4 separate regions of the Mus musculus genome follow, and regions 1, 2 and 3 are each linked to region 4. Evidence: chromatin contacts called from public Hi-C and HiChIP or PLAC-seq data. All regions are on one chromosome and are shown on one strand. The core of a region is the stretch at or near the end of the contact, and the rest is flanking DNA. Distances in the headings are between cores, read along the strand shown.

The links. A called contact is a pair of places that touch in the nucleus more often than the background predicts. HiChIP or PLAC-seq counts read pairs in DNA pulled down with a chosen protein or histone mark.
Region 1: a Hi-C map of cortical neurons shows a contact between it and region 4, with 2.9 times the contacts expected there. The contact joins the enhancer-like site here to the promoter of Adra1a in region 4. A contact is called at or near these places in 2 of 39 promoter capture datasets (the HPC-7 cell line and pre-B cells), 7 of 484 Hi-C or Micro-C datasets (bone marrow-derived macrophages, cerebral cortex, cortical neurons and 2 more), 3 of 115 datasets of contacts at active chromatin or transcription factors (VIP interneurons, embryonic forebrain and neural progenitor cells) and 3 of 9 other capture datasets (adipose tissue, liver and pancreatic islet).
Region 2: a contact with region 4 is called in an H3K4me3 HiChIP or PLAC-seq map of bone marrow-derived macrophages, with 2.3 times the contacts expected there. The contact joins the enhancer-like site here to the promoter of Adra1a in region 4. A contact is called at or near these places in 5 of 484 Hi-C or Micro-C datasets (bone marrow-derived macrophages, cortical neurons, nephron progenitors and 1 more), 5 of 115 datasets of contacts at active chromatin or transcription factors (VIP interneurons, bone marrow-derived macrophages, forebrain and 2 more) and 2 of 9 other capture datasets (adipose tissue and pancreatic islet).
Region 3: a contact with region 4 is called in an H3K27ac HiChIP or PLAC-seq map of VIP interneurons, with 3 times the contacts expected there. The contact joins the enhancer-like site here to the promoter of Adra1a in region 4. A contact is called at or near these places in 2 of 39 promoter capture datasets (hippocampal neurons and liver), 2 of 484 Hi-C or Micro-C datasets (muscle stem cells and nephron progenitors), 5 of 115 datasets of contacts at active chromatin or transcription factors (VIP interneurons, embryonic forebrain, forebrain and 2 more) and 3 of 9 other capture datasets (adipose tissue, liver and pancreatic islet).

What each region holds. Positions count from the first base shown.
Region 1 is chr14:66,565,252-66,568,553 of GRCm38.p6, forward strand. No RefSeq gene overlaps it. Among named protein-coding and RNA genes, the nearest start is that of Adra1a, 68 kb to the right of the region's middle. Within about 2 kb of position 1,585, at least 6 of the 459 cell types and tissues checked have an H3K27ac peak or open chromatin away from gene starts, as enhancers often do. A contact at or near this core is called in cortical neurons, where this site is marked.
Region 2 is chr14:66,540,207-66,543,557 of GRCm38.p6, forward strand. No RefSeq gene overlaps it. Among named protein-coding and RNA genes, the nearest start is that of Gm41184, 69 kb to the left of the region's middle. Within about 2 kb of position 1,290, at least 8 of the 459 cell types and tissues checked have an H3K27ac peak or open chromatin away from gene starts, as enhancers often do. A contact at or near this core is called in bone marrow-derived macrophages, where this site is marked.
Region 3 is chr14:66,521,679-66,524,633 of GRCm38.p6, forward strand. No RefSeq gene overlaps it. Among named protein-coding and RNA genes, the nearest start is that of Gm41184, 51 kb to the left of the region's middle. Within about 2 kb of position 1,478, at least 30 of the 459 cell types and tissues checked have an H3K27ac peak or open chromatin away from gene starts, as enhancers often do. A contact at or near this core is called in VIP interneurons and adipose tissue, where this site is marked.
Region 4 is chr14:66,633,622-66,636,537 of GRCm38.p6, forward strand. Adra1a (adrenergic receptor, alpha 1a) reads left to right here and starts at 1,630. Exons shown (of 4, transcript NM_001271760.1): 1 at 1,630-1,982.

The DNA.
Region 1 (3,302 bases), core at 335-2,834, 68 kb before region 4:
TCTGTTGCTATGATACCTGATCAATAATATACTGATCTAAAGCAACTTAGGGAAGAAAAGGCTTATTCAACTTACAATTGCAGGTTACAGTCCAGCCTGACATTGTGGGACACTCAAGGGAGGAACCTGAAGCTGATTGTCACAGTCGAGAGCAGGAAGTATACAGTGCACGTCCCCTCACCTCGCTTTCTCTGCTCTTACAGTCCAAGGCTCTGCCTGTGAACTGGTGCCACACCCACTCAGGGCTATCTACTCAACTCAACTCTGTTAACATAGATAAGAATCTCTCCCTCTCCCCCATCTCTCTTCCTCTCCCTCTCCCTCTTCCCCCCCTCATGTGTGTGTGTGTGTTTCAGAAAATTTATTTCACATGTTAATATGATAATTCTGGTACACATTCAGGAAAAGCAATTGATCTTAACAACAACAAAAACAACAACAGCAACCCTCTGACCTCTAGACAAAAAGAACAAACAAGCAATAAAAGAAAACTGGGCTGGCATGCATGTTCTCCAACATAGCATGCACAACACAGTAACAGCATTTCCAAGAACACCCCCACCCCAAAGAGAGGAGTCAGCTCTTCATATCCAGCTGTTCTGTAGTGTGAATGTGTCCCCCACAAAACATACTGGAAACATAGGCCCCAGTTCAACAGTGTTGGAAATGGGGGCTCACGAGAAAGGCATAGCCCTGGGGGCTCTGTCCTCCTGACCAGATGAATGCCATAATGCTGGATGTGGGTTCCTTGTGGGAATGTTTTCTGCAAAGGCACAAGAGAGTTTGATTCTTCGTCCCTCTCACCCTCTCATGTCCTCCCCTCCACCTTCCACCACAGGATGATGTAGCCAGAAAGTCTTTATTGGATGTCAATCCTCCATCTTAGACTTCAACCCCAAGAACCACGAGCCAGTACTTTTCTGTTCCTTATAAGTTACCCAGACAGGCATGGTGGCGCACGCCTTTAATCCCAGCACTTGGGAGGCAGAGGAAGGAGGATTTCTGAGTTTGAGGCCAGCCTGGTCTACAAAGTGAGTTCCAGGATAGCCAGGGCTGTACAGAGAAGCCCAGTCTCAAAAAACAAACAAACAAACAAACAAGTTACCCAAGATCAACAATACAGCACAGACTGGGATGGTTTGGGCTTTAAATGTCTCCCATGGCTCATGTGTTTGGCCACAGCTCATATAGCACTGCTGGGAGATGGTAGAACCTCTATAAAGTGGGGCCTGGGAGAAGAAAGATAGCTTATTGGGAGTATGCCTTTGAAGCAGATATTGGGGTGATGGTGTGCTCTCTCTTTATCTCCTGGCTACCCTGATGTGAGCAGCGTGGGTCTGCTATGCAATTCCACACTGGGGTGTCTGCCTCAATCCAAGCCAGGAACAATGAAGTCCACCACCCATAGGCTGAACTCCTTGAGACTATAACGGAATAAGCCCTTTTCTTCCTTTTAACTTGTTTCCCCGCGTTAGTCACAGTGATGGAAAACTGACTAAGACTTGGCCTAAGACAGCTCGCTAAAAGAAAACTGTTTTCGACAAATTAAATCGGATGGTGCTTGTTTGAACAAAAAATAACTTATGAGTCAGGCAGACTGAGAACAAGAGTAAATGTGAGCGCGCAGGCCTGCAGCAGAAGCAGTGAACCTCCACAGGCTGGTCAGAGAGGCGAGGCAAAGGTCATCTGATTGGCTGCACTCGGGCATCTGCCTTAAAGTTAAGTCAGATGTATAGCTGTTGGTGATTGGCTGGAATCCAACTATTTGTTACATATTCTTCTATAACTAGTGACTCTCTGTGTGTGTGTGTGTGTGTGTGTGTGTGTGTGTGTGTGTGTGTGTGTGTGTGTGAATGCTCACATTCACATGAGTACCTAGGGAGGCCAGAAGAGAGTGTCATGTCCCCTAGAACTGAATTACATATGATTATCAACTGCCAGACATGGATGCTGGTAACTGATGACGTTCTCGGCAAGAGCTGCAAAGGACCTTAACCACGGGGCCAACATACAAATATTTATATTATACATATATGTTCATATTCTTAAGTTAGACTTTGACTTATTACTTAGGAACTCAGAGTACAAGGCAACCTCAGGGTAGTTATCTTACTTCTTATAACCTGTGTCATCTTTCAGTGTCCTTGTTAAGCAAAATCTTACCCATAAGTCCTTAGAGAAAGTAATTACAAGCCATTCTGGAAAAAAAAATCTATGAGAATTGGCAAGGTCTGGTCTGGGGCCTTGAAGGAAGAAGGTAAGGCCCCGTTCCTGGGAACCCTAAAGCTTTTTCCCCTAAAGGATTGTGGTTAGTCATTCCTAAGGCAACTGTGTCTGGGGTATCCTGTGCTCTCTTTGCCAGTATCATCTGGCTTAGCTCTCCGCTGACCTTGGCTCATTTGCCCCTGCAAATGGTAGATAGGAAGCTGTATTTCTTAATAAGCATGTTTGGCACAGCTCATCAACATGCAAGACTTCCCTGCCCCAACTGCCTGTCTTCTTTCTTTCTCATCCCTGGTCTTCCTCCTCAACACCTTGCCATTTGGGATCCTTATTCCTGTGGGTTTAGATGAGCCAGCACCCCCACTGGAGATGGGAGGCAGAGTCTGAAGAATTGCCCAGAACTTTTGGGACTGGATGGCCTGGTAGCAGCATGGCATAAACAAAGGAAACCCTGTCTCGCCCAGGCTGAAGGAGAGAAAGGAGCCCGGAAAGTTGTCTTCCGACTGCCACACACATGCCACAGCATGTGCACTCCCCAGTACACTACACACACACACACACACACACACACAAGTGAATACATTTAAAATGGATATAATAGGTAAAAGGGATCCCAAAGCAGGCCACACTTTAGCTGTGAAAATCCTGACACAATTCTTAAAGTTACTGTTAGGCGTCCAATGTTTTAGCCACATACCATTCCATTATAATGTCTGTTCTGATTTTCCAGCTGATTTTCCTTGTATACATTCTAAGTTGGTTTTGAGTTGCTATTTGCCTTCTCCTTAGAGGTTGTTGCATTTCCCTGCATCATTGTGCCTCTCACCATGTCTGGGTAGATGGCAGGCACTGTGACTCTTACTTTGGAATATGCTGAATTCATCCATGTGAAGATTGTTAAGCGTTATTCTGGAATGCAGACAAGTTCCTCAGCTAACGGATTGGTCTGTTCGGATGTTGCTATGTCAGACATGATGGGAGCAGCCTCTTGCCTAGTGAGAACCAAGTTCTCACTATTGAGCCAAGCCCCTTGTAGGTGCTCCACCCTGCTGCCTACTTATTACAAAGTTCTCCCTTGT
Region 2 (3,351 bases), core at 40-2,539, 94 kb before region 4:
TTTCTCTGTGCAGCCCTGGCTGTTCTGGAGCTTACTCTATAGACCAGGCTGGCCTCAAATTCAGAAATCCGCTTGCCTCTGCCTCCCGAGTGCTGGGATTAAAGGCGGGTGCCACCATGCCCGGTGAGAAAGAACTCTTTTGGACCAGCTCCCATCCACTGACCCGATCTTCAAATGAATATTTGCATTCAAAGGAATATTAAGCTTCACATTTCATGTTATTGACAGTGTCAGGATCTTTGTGGAGTGCTTCTCTTTCAGGATGCATTGCACACTCGTCTTCTGGGACACTCATTCTTCTTTTTTAGAATGTCACATTGAAAGGCAGTGTGAAAAATAGAAAATTAAAAGGCTGACCTGAGCATAAAATTCAATGGCTGGTAGCTCCAAGTGGGCTATAAACTCAAAGAACCTGCCGGGGAGGAAGTGGTGAGGACCACCCCTTTCCACGAAGAAAAGAATGTAACTAGAATAGCACCTCCCTTGATGCCCCAGAGTAAACTACAAGTGGCTTAAAGACCCATTATTTAAAGGCACCATTTTAAATCTCCATAATTCCTCCTTTAAAACAAATTACTTCTTTATGAAGTCAAAATGTACGATTTCTACACTAAGGCACAAAAAGCAAATTATCATGAAAAGATTAATATATTTGATTACTTTAGAATTAAAATAAAAGCTTCAAAGCATAATGAATATAATTCATCTTTTTGCCATTGCATCTACACGATGAGTAGTCAGTCACACAGACTCCTGAAAGTGTTCATAAAACACATTCCTTTAAGTAGAGTAGCTGGATTCAAGAGTTCACACTCCTCCGTATTTGATCGTTTTCTTAACTCTCGTTAATGCATGTTTACATTAGCATTAAAAGTGTTTTCCTTCATCTTCTTTCCAGTGCTGATTATTAAGACTAATTATTCCATCCACAGCATTTACTTATTTTTAGTCTTTGCTACTTCAAGACATGTGACATTAAACTAATTACTTTTACTTCTGCTGTGGTCAAATGCTTGACAAGAAGCAACTGAAGGAAAGAAAGACTGAGTCTAATTTAGGACTTGAAGGTACAGTCCATCATGAGCCACTGATCACACTGCATCTGTAGTCAGGAAGCAGAGAGAGATGGATGCTGGTGCTCCCCAGACTTCTTCTATTTTTTTACTATGGGCTCATGCCCTCAGTTAAGTTTTTCTGGAAACAACCCCATCAACATACCCAGCGGGGTGTCTCCTAGGTGACCCCATACCCAGTCAAGTGACAATGGAGATGAATCATCACAATGCTGACTACCGATCATGTGACAAATTGGAGCAGTCATCATGTGACAAATTGGAGCAGTCAAAACCACAGACAGAGCACAAGAAGTCCATTTGCAGACAAGGAAATCCTAAAAAACTCCAGATAGTGTGAAAAGATGCCCAGCTTCACTAATAAATGAGATTACTCTAACAGTTTCCATTAATCATATTGAAGGAAAGAACTGTGGTTATATACAATATTGGTTGGATTAGGAAGACGTGGCCAAGTTCATAAACTGTGGGTAGGAGACCAGGGATTATGTCTTCTTCTAAACCAAATTTGATCTGTGACATTCCCTTTCATGTACAGAATGCATTCTGATCCCTCTTGCTCCTCCCATCTGTCTTCCTCTCACATCTATTAACCCCTTCTCTTCCATGCAAGCTTCTTTCCCCTTCCTTCCCATATCCAGGTGTTTTTGTTTTGATTTGAGACATGATTTTAACCAGGGCCACCTATGTGAATACTATTTCTTTTGACACAAACGAAACAATGATTAAAACTTTAAGTCCATATTTTTATTGCAAACCCATTCGATAGAAAGCCTTATGTACTATATATATTTTATACTGTATATATTTTATAGAGAAGACTTCAAAGTTCAAAAATATGAACAGGCCACCTCAAAAAGCACAGTAGCTCTTATAAGCACCTATTATATGCCAGATCTGTCTGAACATTGTAGAAACAGTGATGCCAAAGACAGAAGGATCCTCTGTTTCACAGGACTTAACAGTTAAGCAGTAGTGCTGGGGGAGGGGGGTCCAGTTGCAAACAATCAGGCAAATTCTAGCTAATGAAATAAGGGTAATACACAAAGCATGACAGACAACAAGTGTAGAAACAGTAGCACGTGGTCCTTTGGAAGAAGTCAAGAGCAAAGACATCCTCGTTGAGCTATTTCCTTCTCATTACTAAAATACTCATTATTTTTGTGGATGACATTTATAGCTCTGCTTGGTAATCATAATTACACCACAGAAGTTCAGCTGTAATTCTAAATGCAATGCATTAAACTCACATGTGCACCCTTCCTTAGCCCAACATTTATATTTCTGAGTGCTTAATTTTTGAGCCATGTACTGACTGTTAGTGTCTTCCTGTGATCCTCATTTTGGTTGGATTTATAAGTGCTCAACTTCCTAAAGTCTTCAGATGATGTCTTGAAGGACGACTAGCCCAGTGGTGACTCCTAGGGTAATGCTTTCCCTGGACTCTATGACAGGATTGCCTGCCTTCTGTGCCCTCTGTCACTCAGCCTTGATTTCTTCCCCTAAGTAAGAATTACCCTTACCCTTTCCCACCTGAAGACCCCCTCCCTCCTCCTGGAGATCCAGAAAGTGTGACCAAGACACACAACAGTCCATAGTCTGTCTGTTTGCCTTTCCGTAGGACATAGCAGAGCCCTTCACTATTGAGATTTGGGTTAGGCAATTTAAAATCTTTTTGGTCTTTGGTTTTACCCCTTAAAATATGGTTTATTTTGCATAATTTTCTCTCCCGTGTTTCTTCTTTTAGCTCTGCCAGCTCGATTTTTCGTTGCCTTGGTAGGCTTATGATCTCCCTGTGGACTGGCAGTACCTTTGCTTTTAGCCTGGCCCCAGTGAGACTGTTTCTTTAATTCCTTTTAAACCATCAATGTCGTTAAAACTTTCTTCAAATTTGAGGCTATATTTATTTTCTGCTTCGTGTTTGTTATTGACATCTGCTTTTAATTTATGCTTTCTATTTTAGTAGTACCTGTGTCCCTAAGACCTGTCTCTACTTACTCCAATCCCTCTTACCATTTCCCATTTTAATGAAGATTGGTGTAAGGAGAAGGATCGTTGCAGTCCCCCACTTTTTTTCTCAATTGCACATATTTAACATGTACGTTTAAAAAGCCACAACATATGCACTGTCTGCAATTCCTCTTTATCCTTTTTTGGGTGGGGTAGGTTTCGTTTCTGTTCTGGGGGAATTGTTTGTTATTTGTTTTGTTTTGTATTTACCCCAAGATCTATTCTCCTTGACATAAAGACAGTGCTATCAGACTGTTGAGTAAGGGTC
Region 3 (2,955 bases), core at 228-2,727, 110 kb before region 4:
GTCAGAGTCAGACAAATATATCATATTTTTATTTTATGGACATCTAGAAATAAAACATTTTAAAGACATGAATGTAGGAAGGATCTTATTAGGAGATAAAGAGACAGGAAGAGGAGAGGGGGAAATTCTCCGGAAGAACGGGTGATAAATAAGATTAAAGTAGATTGTGCACAGATATGGAAATGTCATTGTAAAACCTCGTGTGCTGCATGATTCCCATCTGCCAACAAAAAGCAAAGAGTAAATGTGTGAAGGCAGAATGTACACATGTATAGATACAACAGTTCTGTTCTCAACAAATGGGCCAAAGGTCTGGGTTAAAGGGTTTTCCTTGCTTGACCTGTTAAGATTGCTTCACAGGGGCTGACCTTTGCCCCAGTGACTGTGACAGCCAACTGTGTCAACGTAAGGTGCTATTTGACACAATTCAGCTGTCTAATGTAGTATTCAAAGGGATGAAACACCAGAGCATAGGTTTGGGGTGGCGGTTAGCCGTTGTCTCCTCTGTGGCCATTAAAGGTAATAGATAGAGAGAGGACACACTGGGGTGAACGCCTCTTGCCCTGTGCAGAGATTATGGCATACTCTTAGCTCCCACAGCTTCTATTTTCATTGGATTGTAAAATGAGCTCGAGTAGCCTACCGACTACACTGTAAGTGCCCAACAATTGCTTCAAATTGAGGTGATGCTCATACATCCCACAGGCTTTGCAAACACTGTCACAAAGAGCAGGGAATCTGCAGTCAGGATGCCACCAGCTGTCCCTGGATGCTGCTTTTCTTTGTTAGAATTGTGCCAAATGTTCTTTCATATAAGGGGTGTGGTCTGGAGACAGTTATCAAAGCTAAATGACACCAGCAAAGGAAAATGTCTCCCTTGGAACAAAGACTGGCCTAGGGACCACTAGAATTCCATAGTCACTATTAATCAGTTCAAACCAAGACAGGTTATTTGTTATGTGTTGCGTGTCAAGAATAAAAAAGAAATCCAAGACCTAGAAAATGGGCAGCAGGCTTGCCAGTGTTCTTTAAACTGTCATTAACTGCATCGCACAGTCTGCAACCTTTTTGATTCTCCTGGAAACAAGGGTGACAATCACTGGAAATTTCCAACTGTATTGGGCACAAAAGGATCTGGAAGTTCCATAGGAAGCTGATTGCTACATAAGACCTCTTCCTCTGTGTTTCTAGTGGCTTTACAGAACCTGCCGCTGCTGTTCAAGACAGGAGCCCTCGGAGCCGTTTGATTCCATTGTGAATTCATAGCCTGTTACTCCAGCAAGCAGTAAGCAGCAAGCAGCAAGCTAGAGCTTAGGAAGGCAAATGGGCACACACAAACATCCTGGCTCCCTTCTGAGCTGAAGAGCTGGACAGAATGGCCAGTTGAGCTGGCTGGGTTCAGCTCTCAGCAGCACAGGGACTTGGCCTCCATCCTTCCCACTGCGGTGCATTTATGCGACTGGAAAACAGATCAAGTGGTGTCTGCAATGTGCAAGCAAAGAGAGTGAAGCAATCTATTTCCTGAGGGGGTGGTAGTTCCTCAGCCCTGAAGACACTCCTAGGAGCAAGGAAAAAAACCTAAAGCATGCCCTGTGGCTGGTAGGGTCTGCAGGTCTCCTCCCCTTATATTCATATTCTCCTTATGTTCATGCAAAGAAATGTAATGTGACCTCAGAAGAGGCATACAGATCAGGAGCCAAAGGAAAATGGAGGCGGGGGGGGGTGTCCCAGACCTACACTCAGGGCCAAGTGGGTGTCTCAGTTATGTAATTCACTCTGGGAACAATTCTCATAGCTTGTTTGGTTCTTCAGCAAGGTCACACTCTGTTGGCATATAAGCACCTAAGAGTATTCTCTGCTTTCATAAATATATGTATATATATATATATATATATATATATATATATATACACAACACACACACACACATATGTATATGTATGTGTATACATACATACATACAGTCTCCACTATGCTGAGAACTCATGGCCCTCCCAGTGTCTCCTAATTTCCTATCTTTGCTTTTCGGTTTTATGGAGATAATGTGTTATGGGGCTGGAGAGATGGCTCAGCAGTTCTGAACACTGGCTTCTCTTTTAGAGGAATGAGTTTACTTCCCAACACCTTCTTTGGGTTTCTGTAATTCCAGGCAATCTGACACCCTCTCTTGACCTCTGTAAGCACATGCACACACGCGTTCATGCACATATACATCCTTGTAACTAGCAATACATACATCTTTTTATTGGTCACTTTTCCAACACTGTAGCTAACAGCTATGGCAGAAAAGCAATGAAGAAGAAGGGTTTATTTCCACTCATTGTTTATGGGTTTAGTCCACTTGAACTCACTGCTTTCATTACTGGGAAAGTGAAATGGAACAAAGTTTGGCACCGCATGCCTGGAAACAAAAAGGAGGAGAGGCTGAGGTCCCACGTTCCTTCTGAGGACAGGTCCCCATGACAAGACCTTTCTCACTAGGCTCCATCTCTCCAAGACTTTGCCATCTTTCCAGCAGTGCCAGGCTGAAGACAAAACCCCAAACACAGAAGCCTTCGGGGAACATTGTAGATTCAAACTACACATGAACATAATAACCATTAAAATTGCTCTATTTATCTTTGATGCCAGGTTTCCTGTATACCATATTGGTTTCAAATTCCCTGCATGGCTATGGATGACTTTGAACTTTAGATCTTCATCCACTCTCTGAAGGCTGGATTACAGATGTGCTTCCACCATGTCCAGTCTGCAAGTCCTGGGAATTGAGCCAATGGCCTTGCACATGCTAGGCAATCACTCTACTGACAGAGCTAGACTCTCAGTCTCTTTTTATTTTTGGTATAAGAAATACAGGAAACTCTTGGTGATAACGAATGATAAGGGATGCTGCTCAGACAATGCTGACAATGGGTGACAGTGACCACAGCCCATCATAAAAGACACATCTCATGC
Region 4 (2,916 bases), core at 380-2,879:
GGAACACAGGGCCCCCAATGAAGGAGCTAGAGAAAGTACCCAAGGAGCTAAAGGGGTCTGCAACCCTATAAGAGGAACAACAATATGAACTAACCAGTACCCCCAGATCTCCTGTCTCTAGTTGCATATGTAGCAGAGGATGGCCTAGTAGGCCATCAATGGGAGGAGAGGCCCTTGGTCTTGCAAAGATTATATGCCCCATTACAGGGGAATGTCAGGGCCAGGAAGCAGGAGTGGGTGGGTTGGGGAGTGGGGCTGGGGAGGGTATAGGGTACTTTCGGAGAGGAAACTAGAAAAGGAGATAGCATTTGAAATGTAAATGAAGAAAATATCGAATTAAAAAAATTCTCTAAACATCTTTTTTTGGAAAATGAGTAATGCTAACACAAGTTTGTTCAGGAAAGGGAGCAGAAATATAGGGCTTTTGTGATCTAAGTTATTGTTTCATATATACATGCAAGAGAAGACTGTACCTGCTACATGCAGCTGTAGCCCCATGCTCCCAAGGTTAGCTCAGCATCGCAAGATTTAAGGGATTCTAGCAAGTGTTTGGAACACTCATCCTCTGTCCGAGTCAATAACAATGAAAGACATAGGAAACGGGAGCCAGAATGGGAAAATTCTTGTTTGTTCTTAATTCTCTGAAGTTCTTTTGACTTCACGAAGTCCTAAGTTAACCAGAGCGTGGAATTTGTCCAGACGAGATAAATAATAAAATTGGTTGTGTACGTTTTCCACTCAAACAAGTTTAAAAAAAAAAGTAACAAAAGAGAAGAAACTCTTCTCCAAGGTTATATTTTCTTTTGAGAACTGGAAACAAGTGCACTTATAGACACTGGTTGAGGGAGAGATTGCCTTGAGAGCATATAGTTTTTAAAACTCCGTGTAACCAAATGAAAGGTGGGTCATATTTTAAAAGACTTTATTTTCCTTGAACTACTGCAACCAAGTCTAAGGAGCTTTCTCTGGGCTTGTGTACTTTTTAAACATCTGCAAATAATGTCAAGCACCTACACATTTGCCACCACCAGCCACACACTTCCTTTTTTTTTTTTTTTTTTTTTTTTTTGGTTTTGGTTGTGGTTGTGGTTGTGGTTTTTCGAGACAGGGTATCTCTGTATAGTCCTGGCTATCCTGGAACTCACTCTGTAGACCAGACTGGCCTTGAACTCTGCCTCCCAAGTGCTGGGATTAAAGGCATGCCACTACCACCATTGCCAGGCGACTTCTTGACTGAAATAAACCGGGCCGGGAGTTGGACTAAACTTTTCAAAGTAACCTTTGGGGAATTTCCGTGAGCACATTATCTATTCAGTAAGAACTTGGAAGGGAGTCTGCTTTTGGTTGGTTGGTTTTTTATTTGGTTTTGTTCTTTAATGTATTTATCAGCCTATTGATAGGGGAAACCCAGAGAAGGGAAGGAGAGGGAGGGGGATCAGTATCAAGCGTGGAGGGATGAGGGTAAAAAAGAGGAAGGGGTAAACGGGAAGTAGAGATCGAAATGGGACAGAGAAACAGGAAGGGAGAGAGACGAAATCCACTTTTTAAATAAGAAGGAGAAGGACAGTAACCCCGAATTTTACGAAATGTGCGGGTTGCTGCAGAGGAATACGGTAACAGCTGGAGATTACGGTACTCGCTAGGCTACAGCCTGCCTGTACTACGTCAACCCGAGCTGCAAAGTTCCGAGCCGCTCTTTTCTGTGTCCAGGAACTGAATATCAAACTGGTGATCGTGGAGTTATTGGATCGCTGTATTTGTCATTTCTTTTCTCTGTTTTCAGTCTTTATTTTAAAATATCCAGGAGAAGCAAGAAGCGAGCCCGGAGTTTGAGGGCTCAGCAGTGGTGGGGTGAGTCAGCGGGTGCTAAGGACTGGGTCTTGGTCTTTGGAGACCCTGTTCTCCTGCAGAGAACCAGAGGGCTCTGCGAGGACTGAAGGTCCGCTTCTCCTGGCGCCAGGGCCTCCGCAGCCGCGCAGCAGGTGAGTAGCGCAGCGGTGCGGAGCGCCGGCATCCCGCAGGGCCGAGTTGTGGGGTGGGCTGGTGTGCCCCTGGACTTAGCCTCGATTCTCCGCTTTGGGACTGGCTTTGAAACCAGCACCCCAAACCACCAGGTTTCCCTGATTTGCCATGGGAAGTTACCTTCTAGTTAACAAGTGTCATTTTAACCCATATATAGACCCCAAGTGGGAGAAAGCGGGTTCCGCAGTGTTGGTGTGGTTTGGTTATCACCTGTGAGGGCTTGAACTTGTGATTGTTTTCACAGCAGCCTGCTCCTGAGATCTCAGTCTTAGGGCTGTACCCCAAAAGACAAAGTATGCAGGTCCCGAAGCCCCAAACCTCTGTCTTACATCTCCTGGTCTGGTCCTTTTGCAGTGTAGAAATCGGGTTATTTAGGCAGATCGTGAACCCTAGCCCAGAAAATCCCAGGCTTCCCCGACTGCTGGCATGGGGACTTGATTTTTTTTTTTTAAGTCCCTTAGGGAATCCGCAGTGACTGCTACTCACAAAGCCTGGTCCGAGGAATAATGCGCTCCCACCCAGGTCTCCCAGAAAGCCCGGGTGTGGCTTGAGACTGGAATCCCTACAGCGGTCGCCCCTTGAAGATCCTGCCTGAATCCATCCGGGCCCTGTTTAGCTCTGGGAATTGGCTTTGCTGGGAACCTAGCTCTTTCTCGAGGGTGACTTGGCTGGTAGGCAGACCCGCGCGCTCTGCTCCCACGAGCGCAAATTCCGCGGGAGAAAGCGTACGCGCGGCCCTGCGGTTCCGTGCTCTCCGAGGTTCGCACTCCCAGACCGCCCTCTCCAGGTGACTATGGTGCAACCTGTTCTAAGGGAGACACGGAGGATCCCCACACCACCCCTGAGATTCTACCGGCTTGCCTCTGTGCGACAACCGCAGCTGCAGTCGAGCAT